2 separate regions of the Oryctolagus cuniculus genome follow, and region 1 is linked to region 2. Evidence: chromatin contacts called from public Micro-C data. All regions are on one chromosome and are shown on one strand. Each heading gives the region's core, a stretch centred on a gene start, on an enhancer-like site or on the middle of the called end of the contact. The rest is flanking DNA. Distances are from core to core; before and after follow the strand shown.

The links. A called contact is a pair of places that touch in the nucleus more often than the background predicts.
Region 1: a contact with region 2 is called in a Micro-C map of ear pinna, with 4 times the contacts expected there. The contact joins the promoter of MED13 here to the promoter of RNFT1 in region 2. A contact is called at or near these places in 2 of 6 Hi-C or Micro-C datasets (ear pinna and an unstated tissue).

Annotation. Positions count from the first base shown.
Region 1 is chr17:35,408,480-35,414,640 of mOryCun1.1, reverse strand. It overlaps MED13 (mediator complex subunit 13), which reads right to left and starts at 4,524. Exons shown (of 31, transcript XR_011383550.1): 1 at 3,713-4,524; 2 at 1,262-1,496.
Region 2 is chr17:35,239,292-35,245,822 of mOryCun1.1, reverse strand. RNFT1 (ring finger protein, transmembrane 1) reads left to right here and starts at 3,908. Exons shown (of 9, transcript XM_008271194.4): 1 at 3,908-4,133; 2 at 5,279-5,732; 3 at 5,927-6,003. The coding sequence starts at 5,330. It also overlaps a transcript of RPS6KB1 not described here.

The DNA.
Region 1 (6,161 bases), core at 3,275-5,774, 170 kb before region 2:
ATACGTTATATATACACACAGAAATATAAACACAATTCACAAATTTAGAACTTTACTACGTATTTAGAACTAAAGACTAGATTCTCTAAGCAGGCATGTTGGGAAAAGTGGCAAGCTTTATCAAGAAGAATTGCAACCACTCTCAAATGTAATTAACACAGCAGAGGGTGTAGTATATGCACTAGAAAGTAAAAGCAATTATTAAATATAAGACATGAATTCCTACATAAATACTGGTCTCACGTACTATACGTGTATCTAGATCATATTTCCTTCAAAAATAAAACAGACCCTATTTCAGATGGCTCTATTTAGTGAATATTAACAGAAACTTTAGGGTAAAATAAGAACTCTTTTTTAAAAAAATCAGAAATTTATACTTCAAGGATCATTATCATACTAATTTGAAGTCTTTGGCACTTTGCAGCACAACACAACTAATCATATGCATTTCTATCATCAAAAATTCAGTTAACACTGACTCTCACAGTAAATCCAAGCTTCAGTAATCACATGAAGAGCTAGCTATCCTCTGTCTCTAAAGTAGCTTTTAGTCCTAAAACAAAGAAAGTAATATTTATTTGCTCACAATAAAGGTATTTCTGTGTAACTTTTTCGATTATGATCCTATGTCCTATAAAAATTAAAACAAGTTGGCACTTGTCTCACATTAATAGTCTTTAATGGAACAGTATCTAAGACTCACTTTAAAAAATAACAAAATGAACACATGCCTTCAAGTGTTAATAAAGTAATAATCACACACAGCAATAACAAAATAACTCTAAGCCTCTAAAGAAACACAACAAAAAGTTACATTTCTAGATACTCCTACAGTCATCTGTACATTCAGGCAAAAAAAGATCAGTGACAGAACTGACTCAAAGGCTGAGTTACACTTTGCTTCCAAAGTATTAGTATGGCTCTGGTATGAACTTTATGCTCCCCAATTCCAATTTTCTGAGGTTAATGTATTCCTTGGGATCTAACCACCTGTGAGAAATTAAGAAGGAAGCTGGGTGACAGAAGGACAGTTATCCTCAGTGTAAAAAACCCATCATAACACATATTGATGATTTATGTAAATAAAATAATCACAGTTAAATAAAACATGATGATCTTTCATCTGGTTTCATACCTAACAGTGTCACACACACATACACACACATAAACACACACACCTTAATTTGTAATACAAATGGTATTTTGGAAAAGCTATGCAACACTGTTGTATCACCAGTAAGAAGTAAGTTGCTTTCACCTGATAAATCATGGTGAATAAGGTCAGCAAAATTGGGATCTTCACCCCACCAAAAAATCCACAGTTCTCTTCTTCCAGGTCTTTGATCTCGCCGCCAAACACCAAGTACATCTGCCTTAAGGCAGCGGCTAAAACTGCTCAAAATGGGGTCTTCTTCTGTCACCGGAAACAGAATAGGGGCAGAAGTTGGGCCTTGCCAAACGTATCGTTTCCATTTAATTCCTGTCAAGTCAGCCTGGAGGAAAGAAAGCATGATTTATTATTGTGTATTCACTGAAAGTCTCAAGCATTCATTATGAAGTACCTTATTTCATTAAGACACTAGAATTTTTCAATGTACACCTAACATACTGAAAGCAGGTTAAGATTTAAAAAAAAAAAAAAAAACTTTTTAATTCTGATAGTAAAACAACCAAGAATCTAAGGGAAAAAAAACTTAAAAAATTGACACCAAGATGTCGCTGCATAGTAACTTAATGAATGTGTCCCAAGAAGAAATAAAAGAACTTAATGATGCTAAATATAAACTGTACTTTAATATTGCACACTGAGTATATATTTCTTCTGTCGTAAGTTATATTCTAACTGGTGACATTTGATCCTTGATATCAAGCTTTTAGCTGAAAATTAATTCTTAAGACCCATCACTACATATTTATTGTAATCATGACTCTAGTGAAAAAAGACACCTGAACAATTCTTGGAAGAAAAAAAAAATTCATGTTAACTCTTCACACACACCCCTCTGGAAAAGTCAAATAATTATCACAAAGAACTGTCAGGCTTGTGCCAGGCTATCTTCAAAGAATCTGATCCTAAAAGTTCCAAAAACAGACTGAGTTGGGAGAGGACAGAAATGTAAAACCCGATGTTTGCCTTACTGTATCTGAAGAGATGCTGATCAACATATTTTAGAAGGGGGAAGTGCATTAAAGACCTCAACTGAACATCATGAAAAAAAAAATGTGACAAAAGAAATTCAATACTTCTTTAAAGATGCAAAGCATGAGGTGCCAAAAAATGAAACTGCTGAAACATGACTGGCTGGCAGTTAACACTTGCCAGCTACTTGTGCTCCGCCCACTTAAAATCACTTACCTATCATATACCCTTTTTTTTTTTAAGATTTATTTATTTGTTTGAAAGGCAGAGCTACAGAAAGGCAAAGGCAGAGGCAGAGGCAGAGGCAGAGAGAGGTCTTCCATCCTCTGGTTCACTTCCCAGATGGCCGCAATGGCCAGAGCTAGGCTGATCCCAAGCCAGGAGCCAGGAGCCTCTTCCGGGTCTCCCACGTGGGTGCAGGGGTCCAAGGACTTGGGCCATCTTCCGCTGCCTTCCCAGGCCACAGCAGAGAGCTGGATCAGAAGTGCAGCAGCCGGGACTCCAACAGGGCCCATATGGGATGCCGGCACAGCAGGCGGTGGCTTTACCCACTACGCCACGGACCCGACCCCCTATCATATATTCTTATTATTTCACATACTACAGGGGAAAATGAGAAAGGAAAGTCACCCAAACTTCGAGTCACTGATGGAGCTCAGCTACTGTCCAACTCAGGACGCTATTATTACGTCCAGCAGTTGGTACTTTTCTAAGTCTTCACCGCTGGGTGTTAGCAGACCTGGGCCAATCGACACAACTGTCATCTCGACACCCAGATTGCCCAGACTTTTTAATAAAACAAGGAGCAGGCTGTTCCAAACCGTCTTAAACAGCAAGCAAAGCAGACAAATATAGAAGCATTTAGTGCAAAAACCACAGCACCTCCTCCATCAGACCTTCCACTCTCAAGAAAAACATAATGTTCTAATAAAAGCAAGATGGCTAGAAATTGTCAAAATGGCAAACTGTTTTCAAAGTTTAGAAAGAAGACATATGAAACAGCATCTACTAGTTTTTGACACAAAGATCTGAAGTCAGCCAAGGAAGAAAAGTAACCCTGAGTTAGTCTGACTCAGGCAAACGAAATGAAAAACGAAGAAAAGAGCCTTTCCCTGCTCCGGGTCTAGGGTCCCGTATACCAGGGGAAACCAAATGACCCGGGGAAGGCCGAAAGGCAGGGGAAGCAGGAGCACTCACGGAAAGTCTGAAAAAGGGACACAGAGTCACCAGGGAGAAAAGCAACAGTTAAGCAAGAAACACAGAGGGAAATGTTCGCGTCCGACCAGATAAGGTGCCCAAGTTGAAGACAAGACTTCCGTGGAAAAAGAGAGAGAGACACGGAGTCCGAAACAGGACAAGGGAGAAGAGCCCACACTCCCAGGACGGAGCCCGGGACAGCCGGGGAGCGGACGCCGTCCCCGGCGCCGGCTGCGGAGCTCCGCAGGGCACCGGCTCCGGCTGGGCCTAGCCCGGGCACTCGGGCATCGGGATCCGACCCGGCCCCCTCCCCCATGGCCCAAGGGCGCCCCCCGGCCCCCTCCCCCCGCCGCCCGCGGCCCCGGCACTCACCAGGCAGAAGAGGTTACAGTGACAATCTTCCAGGCTGGCCCCGTTCTGCACGGAGGAGGAACTCATCGTCCCTCACAGCAGCCGCCGCCGGCGCCACAACCCACCATCCGCCATTACCGCCGCCTCCGACCAGAGAGAGAAACACAGACACCGGGGAGGGCGGGGGGGTGGTGGTTGGGGGGGCGGTGGAAGAGGAGGCCGCCGGGCCGCCCGCCCTCCCCACCCACCCCCCCTGCCGCCGCCGCCGCCGCCGCCGCCGCCGCGAGCAGCCCCCGCCGCCCGGCCGGCACCCAGCCGCCCGGGGCCGAGGGCCGGAGGCGGGAGGGCCGCGCCGCGCTCGCCCGGCGGGCCGGACTGCGGAGCCCGCGGACGCTCGTCCCTCTCCGGGGGGACAGAGGCGATGTGTGCTCCTTCCACAAGAAAAACAATAAATTACACAATAAATAATCAAAATCGAGTCCGAGACCGCAGAGCCCAAGCTCCGGAGGGTTCTCCCGGGCGCGGAGGAGCCCCGAGAGGGGCGGGAAGGGCGAGAACCGGGAGAGGAGCCCAGGCCCCCGGCCCGGCAGCGGCGATGTCCTTAAAGCCCAGAGTCTCCTCAGTGGCGGAGGTGGTGGCGGTGTCTCCGGGCTCAGACCATTCTCTGGCTGTGTCTTCGTGTCGTCCCTGGGCCCCGCCGGCCTAACGTCTGCTCTCCTGCGGCCTCACCGCCTGGACGCCTTAGTCTCCCCCATTTTGTGGGCCCAGCGGGCGGTGTTTTTCCCCCTTTAATCCGAATTCACGGGTTTTCCCTTCGCTTTAATGGCGGCCACAGGGACCAGCTCGCCCTCTCTGCTCGCCCATTGGCCGCCTGGAGGTCACGTGGGCCGGGCTCCGTGGGGAGGGGGAGAGAGAAGGGAGTGAGGGAGGGCCGGGAAGCTTTCGGCTGAGGCGGTGAGCCCAGGGGACTGGGCAGCCGGCGGGTGGCTACTGAAATAGCGCCATCTGCTGGGTGCCCTGGCCGTGTAAGGTGACCCGGGGCCCACGCACTCTCTTTGCCCTGGCGGGGGAACTCTTCACAAGTCTCTCAGAATGACGTGGAAATCAGTTTGAATTCTTTGGAAGAGGAAGAGTTGCCCAAAATTCCAAGGCATTCTCATTTATTCCACGAGGCTGCCCGGGCACAGCGCAAACCCCCGGACTTGGGAGTCAGGGGACAAGGATTCAGCGGCTAAAAATTGTGATAGGAAGAGAGAGACATAAACGAAACAATGCAGCCGTGTGCGGGAGAGCCTGCGCTCGAAGCCGCGGGAGTCCCTTAGCCTCTGTGTCTCGGTCTCCTCATCCGTAAAAGGGGGAGAGACTGCCCCTTGGCACAGAGGCTTGGTGTGCCGAGTTAGCACAAATGAAGCACCCAGCCCCGCCCCGGGCGCAGACCCGCGGGCTAAGAGTTATCTGTGACCTGGGGCGGTTGCCGCGAGGAGCCAGGGAGCCAGGCACCTGCGCGTCCCCCACCCCACCCCCCCTCCGCCCCAGAACCTCCACTCGGTTTGCTTACCGCTGTCAAGCGCCGAAAGAAGTTCCTAGCACACAGTAGGTGCTTGCTTGGTATATGTAAATTCACAAATGCATGAGTGGCTACAAGAACCAGAGAAAATGTTAGCTCCCTTCCCTATAAAACACTTAGTTTTTGGCTGGATTACACCTCAAAGGAAGCGTTCAAAACATTTTCCTTGAGAGGGTTACACCAAAGGAAGAAGGAAAAGGGGCTCCCCTGTTTGGCTCAGGATTAAGCCCGCTACATCCTACATCTGGGTGCTTATATCGAGTCCCCACTTCCGATTCCAGCTTCCTGCTAATGTGCACCCTGGGAGGCAGCTGTGATGTAAAGTACGGGGGTCCACACTGCGCAAGTGGCAGATGGAAGAGCTCTGTCTCTGTGTCACTCTGCCTTTCAAATAAAACTTTGAGAAGAAGAATGAGGGAAAAGATGATTGAGAAGTTAGAAGCATCAATGAGTTAGAACATCGTAATTTCCTCTGTAAAATCAATGGTGGACACTTGCAGTCACGTCTTCAGCCACGGAAGGAGAAGCGTTCCTCAGCCATCCGTGTCTCCTTCTGTGGTCAGGTAAGAGCCCATAGCTTGAAGCCGAAACCACGTACAAAAAATTCTGCCACTTACAGTTGACCTTAAATCAAATGAATGTATCTTACTCTCAGTCGCTGTAAAATGAGGATAATAAAAGTTCTTTTCTTCTGAAGTGTCTAATGAGTGAAACAATATAGGTATAGCGCTTGCCACAGTGCTTACTTAATGTTAACCATTCATATAATCTTTAAAAGCCATTATGAGCACCTGCTGGCTCAGTTGAACGTGTTCCTGGTCTGTGGTAGGCCTGGGATACAAACATGAACAAGATACCTGCCTGTCCCTCAAGATTCCTGAAGAGAGGCAATAAAGGAAAGAT
Region 2 (6,531 bases), core at 2,659-5,158:
AGCTACGGCCGTTGTGGTCAATTGAGGAGTGAACCAGTGGATGGAGGACCTCTCTCTCTGGCTCTCCCTCTCTCTCTGTGTAACTCTGACTTTCAAATAAATAAATAAATCTTAAAAAAAAAAAAAAGAATAGGTAACAGAGGGACAGCAAAGGATTTTGACTATGCAGCTGACAAGCATCTGCCCTCTTCCAGGGCTCTCCTGATCTCTAAGGTTGCACGTGTGCCAGTGTGTAGGACTGCATAGGGATCACCTTTTTCACGGTAATATCTGAAACTGTACATTTCCAAAGTAGCAACTTGCCTGTAAAGGGAGCCTACAGAAGTGGGGAAATCAGTAGAATACAATCACATAGAAACTAGGGAACACAGAGCCCAGCAGGTGGGAATTAATCGTATAGAATTCTACAAAAATGTCAAGCAAAATGAGGTCTGAAAAGCACCCATTCACTCATTTACTCAATAAATATTTATTGGCTACTTAGTGTATGCTAAGAACTGTATTAGCAGTGGGGTGTAGTAATAAACAAAACCAAAATGGTCTCTGTGGACATTCAACACGGTGGAAGACACAGACATTAAGTGACTAATCAAAGAAATAAGTATTTCAAGATTCTAAGGCCAACCAAGACAGAGAAGCCAAGACAAGGCTTATCTGTATTGCTGAATAAACACTCCAGATTAAATACTTGAACACTGACAAGGAAACAAAAGCAGAGTCCAACTTGGAAAAGGGGCCGCGTCAGAGGCAATCTCCCTTGTGTGCATGGGAGTATGGTCTCCTGAGGGTGGGCCCCCAGGGACAAGGTGCTGGCAGCAACATGGGCAGCCACAACTCCCAGAGAAGCCTTGTCTGTGTAGACCAGAAACTAAACACATGTGTCCCTGGGGTCCAACAGTTGAAAGGCAGAAATGGCCACTGTTTTCTCCAAGGCCGTGCTTTGGCAACTACAACTCCTAGGGAAACCCCATCTGACCAGTTCTAGGACACAGGCAGGAAACTGAGGAGAATCCAAGAGGAGACCTCTGACTTCTGTATCTGAACATGCGTCCGTCAGGAGCTCATTCTTAAGGTACATACCCACAGAACACCCCCAAAAAAGCAGAGCACAGGCCTTCAGACTGCCATAAAGCACAGCATGAGTCCAAGACTAACCCTGAGGAACACAGAGGTAGAGCAGCCCCAAAACAGCATAGCACAGGCTTTAAAAACTGCCCTGAACTTGGGACCCATGGTGAGCAAGCCAGGAAGCAAGACTGACCTTGAAGTCACAACACAACCAGGATGACAGACTGCTGAAAGCAACAACACAATTCAACACCCTATGGACATTGAACAGGACCAGAGATTCACAAAAGTTAACATTCAGGATGTTTGGAATACAAATTTGCATTATTTAAGAGTCAGGAAAAAAAGAGACTAAAACAAAAAGCCAATCAACTGATGCCAATGCAAAGATGGACACAGATGATGGAACTGCTCAGGAACATTAAAACGACCATTACAAGGGGCAAGCACCACTGGGGAAGCCCACATCCTACACCGGAATGCCTAGATTTGAGTCTCAACCCCACTCCCAATCCCAGCTTCTGGGTAATGGGAACCTAGGAGGCAGCAGGCAGTGACAGCTCAAGCGGCTTGGGCTCCCAGCTCCTGACTTTGGCCTGGTCTGGCTATCACGAGCATTGGCAGGGTGAGTCAGCGGATGGGAGCTTTCTGTCTAACCCACCCCACATCTAACTGGTCACATAGGGTATCAGATTTTTTTTGCTATGCAACAAACTACATCAAAATCTAGTGGTTTAACAGATTTTTTAAAAAATATTTCTTGCAGTTCTCTATGTTCACAGGCTGAGTCCTTTGGTCTGAACCATCTGTTGGATCTGGGTGGTCCCAGAGAGCCTCTTCATGTTTGGGGCCCCAGCTGAGAAGGCTGAAGTGCCTGGGGCAGGCGGAACCTCTATGAGGTTCCTCACCTTCAAGGCCAGCCTTGATTTCATCACATAGCGGTAGAAAGGTTGTCAGAACAAAGAATGTAAACCCCAATGTGCAAGAATTTGTTAAGCCTCTACTAACATTACAACTGCTGTTATCACAATGGCGGAAGCAAGTCCTGTAAACTAGTCTGGGCAGGCAGTACTTAAAGAGTATGGATACAGGTGGGTGGGGACATTGATGTGGGTGGTGGGGAGGGAGGCAGGACTGCAGCCACATATTACACTTAATCCTCTCCAGTCTCCTTTCTCTGGAGTCTCACTTCACCAACAAGCTCAAGACCTTCTTATCTCATATCTGAACTACTTAACAACAGTCTCCCAGTTGAGTTTGTATTGCTATAACCCGTTAGCATGTGAATATTATGAAAAATAGGAATCCAGTCACGTAACTCTGCAACTGAAAACCCAACAGCTGTCCTTTGGCCACAAGAATAAATTATAAAATAAACCTCCAAGTGAGGTCCAAAATCTTTCATTTTCGAGCCCCTACGTAGCTGTCTTCCCTCTTACTAATCCTCTGTATGCACCCTACTCCTCCAGACACATAAAATGAAGTCTTCAAGAGGCCATGGTAGTTCAATACCACAGCTTCCCTATGTTGTCCGGATCTAAATGTTCTGTTAGTATTCGTGTGCTGGCAAATTTCATTTTACTCTTCTGGATTCATTTCAAATGCCACAAAATTAATGAAGTGTTTCTTGTTTAACAAAGTTAAACACTCCCACTCCTTGCTTCCATTTCATCTCATACCACCTTCAATTACAGTGTTAACTCCAATATCATTCTATAATTATTTGTTGCAGACCTAACTACACACTTCCTTGTGTGTGGGGACTAAGCCTTTTTGTGTGTCTCTCCAACATCTAGTGCAGTCCTTGACATTCAGTATGGAGCAAATTCCTCTTGAATTAATTAAAATTAATTTCATCAAACGTTACTTTTTAGTCAAGTTGTTGAGTGAAATGCAGTTCCAAATGCACTAATAAACTTTTAATATGCACTGGTGCACTTTCAGTGTTACACATGCATTAGAAAGAGAATTCAGACGTTACATCAGGTATATTAAAGTTGCAAATGTACCGAACAAACCAAAACTATCAACGTAATGAGAACATACTGGCGCTCCACTGCGGCTGTCAGCTGGATGATGTGAGACCGAGTCTTTTTGCGCTGTTTCCTAAACACTCACACATTTTTAAGTTTAAAACACGAGCCCCACAGTGTAGCTGGAATGGTAAAGCCTCCTTGGAAAACCCACTACAGTCCAGAGCCAGGTTCTGTCTTACTGACCCAGAAAATTAATTCATTTGTCACGAAGCCTCAGTTAAGCTCAAATTAATCCCCACCACCACCAGTCAGGATCTTCACCGGTGAGAAGCAAATCGAATACTGGTTTTGGATTAAAAATATGATCTCCTAATTCTCTCCCAGGGTAAGGATGAGGTGGTGTGACTTCAGAACAGGCTCTCGGGGGGGGGGGGGGGGACCTGAAGGGAAGCGGGGGATTCAGCTCGACCCCCGGCGCCGAGGCCACACAGCCCCCGCCGGCAGCGCCGGCGGGGCCCAGGGCTCCGCGTGCCTGCGCGGGACACGCACGGAACGCACTGAGTATCAACGAAGATACGGGGTAGGGCGCGGGTCAAATGATGCAGCGCTTTTTTCCTTTAACTTTTTCTTCAAAACCCTTTCACAACAGTTTGAGTCGAATAGAATTCCTCCGAAATCCGACGACTCACCCCCGCCCCCCGCCCCCGAAGCCGCCACGCGCACGACGGGCATTTCCCGCACCTAACTTCGCAGCCAGCCCTGGGCACCCGGTCGCCTTCTCGACCTCGGGTTTCGGCCGCGCCTCGTCCCCACTGCGCACCCTCGCGAAGGGAACAAAACCCCAGGCGGCTGCGAGCTCCGCCCTTCCGGGGACGCGCCAACTCCGGCCTGCGTGGCTCTAGCTCCGCGGGGGCCCTCAGGACGCCTCGGGGCTGGGGCTGGCCAGGCCTCAGGCCCCGCCTCCGGGGGGCGGGCTCCGCTGTCCACAATTTAACCTGCAAACGGGCCGCGCCTCGGCGCTACGGGGCGGATGACACACAGACACGCTCACACACCCTACTGACGGCGGCTCAGAGCGTAGCGTCTGAAGTGCGGCCCTTCCGCTCCGCCGCCAACAGTCCCCGCGGGCGCGGGCCCTTCCCTGTGCGCGGCGCGGCGCGGGGGCGGGGCGGGCTCGCGGACGTCCGGGGAGCGCGCGCGCGCCGCCTCGAGGCCGCCCCGCAGCTGCCGGCCGTGGAGTTCGAAGCTGATGGCTTTCGCCCAGCGGCGCGAGGCGCTGTGTGCCGCTGTCGCCATAGAGGCCTGCGGCCGCTCCTGGTCATGAAAGGTCAGGCCCGGGGGAGGCGGGCGGCGGAGGCAGCGGCGGGGGTCGCCGGGGACAGCCACCGCGGCGCCAGAGGCCCGGACGTGGGTGGGAGCTCTGCCCTCGGGGACTCTGGGAAGTTTTAATTTTACTTCCTCCCCTTTTTCGTCTGCTTTCTGGGCTGTGCGTGGAGGGCAGGAGAGGGCCGAGTTTTTGTTTGTGGGGAGAGACTGAAACTGTCGTGTGCGGTGTCGCCGTGCGGAGGTTTGAGGAAACGACACCCCCCTGGCGTCGGGGCCTCGGCCGCACACGGGCACTGTAGCGCTGCGCAGACGTAGGCAGAGCGGGCGTGGGACAGCGGCGGGGCGCGACTACACGGCGACCCCCAAGGTTTCCCTTTTTTAAAGTTACTTAGGTAATACACTTGGTGCCGTCATCAATGATTGGAAACTTCACTGGCTTTGAGAACGCTGTTTCAGCGTGGAACGGCATTTGTAGGTCACCTAAGTGACATGTTATTAATTTATGATACTGGATATTAAAATTTTTCTGCCTACCACTGAAACAGACTCATTCTTCCTTGTGTAAATTCTGGTGTTGAATCTTCATCAGTGGTCAAACTGGACAGAGTAAGTGTATGGTAGTAGTGTTCACTGGGCACTACTGGGCACCCACACCTCAGCGATGGTGCGGATGCCTTCTCATGAGGAAAGTGGTCGCATCTGAAGCTCAACTTTCTTTGGGTGGCAAATATTCCCTCAAAGCTCATTTGCGTAGGGCAGCAGGGAACAATCTAGTAATGGTGGAAGATTACCCGAAAATTCATCTGCAGTGATTATCGGCCGCTCCTGTAGTGAATAAAGGCTGCCTACCGAGCGATACACGGCCTTTATTTCACTGCTCACTTGGACTATGCTCTGCTCTTTTTCAGGAGCCAGAGCTCTGAAGCAAAGAAATCTGGATCACAGACCATTCAGTGGTCATGCAAGCCAATTATAACCAACTGCACAGTCCGCTAGGAACTGCAGGTGGTGAGGATGCCTCAGCCTCCCAGTGCATCCATACAAGATTGACAGGCGAAGGTTCTTGTCTTCATTCTGGAGATGTTCATATCCAGATGAACTCCATACCTAAAGAATGTGCTGGAAATCCAAGCTCCAGAAACGCAAGATCAGGTACCCATAGCTGTACCCATGGCTGTGTACATGGTCGCTTCCGGAGTCACTCACACAGTGAAGCAAGACAGCCTGAGGATCCTGCCATGGAATCTGGAGAACAGGGAAGTAGCTCCTTCTCAGAATTCCGCTATCTCTTCAAGTGGTTGCAAAAAAGTCTTCCGTATATTTTGATTCTGGGTATAAAACTTGTTATGCAGCATATAACAGGTAGGGCATAATAAAATACTTTTTTAATGGTGAATTTCAGTTAATTTTATTTATTGGCAATCTGCTTTAACCTGTGCATTTCAGTTACTTATTTTCTGTTTTTAAAATCGTGTATGTTTTCTTTTAATTCATGTCACTGCTAGCTTACAGATATATTTTTTCCTTTCAATTAACTGGAGCTTATTTTGTAACAGGGATTTCTCTTGGAATTGGGCTGCTAACAACTTTTATGTATGCAAACAAAAGCATTGTAAATCAGGTTTTTCTAAGAGTAAGTATAACAAGCAACTAAATTAACTTTCTTTCTATAGAATTAGAGAAATAATTTTGACACAAATAGGAAATAACTTATGTAAGAAGTAGGATGTCTCAAAATCCATGTTATATTAAAATTTGTCATCTAAAATATACCTATTCATTACCTGTTATAATGCTGAGTTGCTTCACCTTATTTTCTTTGTATGTTTGATTACTGATAAAGCAGATAGAAAGATTAAAGAGTTTAGAACAAACTTTTTGACCTGGTTTGGCAAGTGCATTCATGGTGTTTGAGTTAATCTGAACATACTAAGTCATTATTAAAAATTCTTAATTGTTGCACTGTATAAGATTTAAAATATATCATTGAACAAATGGTTATCAAACTATTTATTAAAGAAAACTAAAGGATTTTTCCATGACATAAATTATAGGAGTGCCAGTCATAAAAATCAGTGGGAAAAACTGGGAGAGGATAGAATTCCACCTCTAGCGACTTATAAGGGCTGTGTCTACATAAAGATCATGCATTCTGACTTGA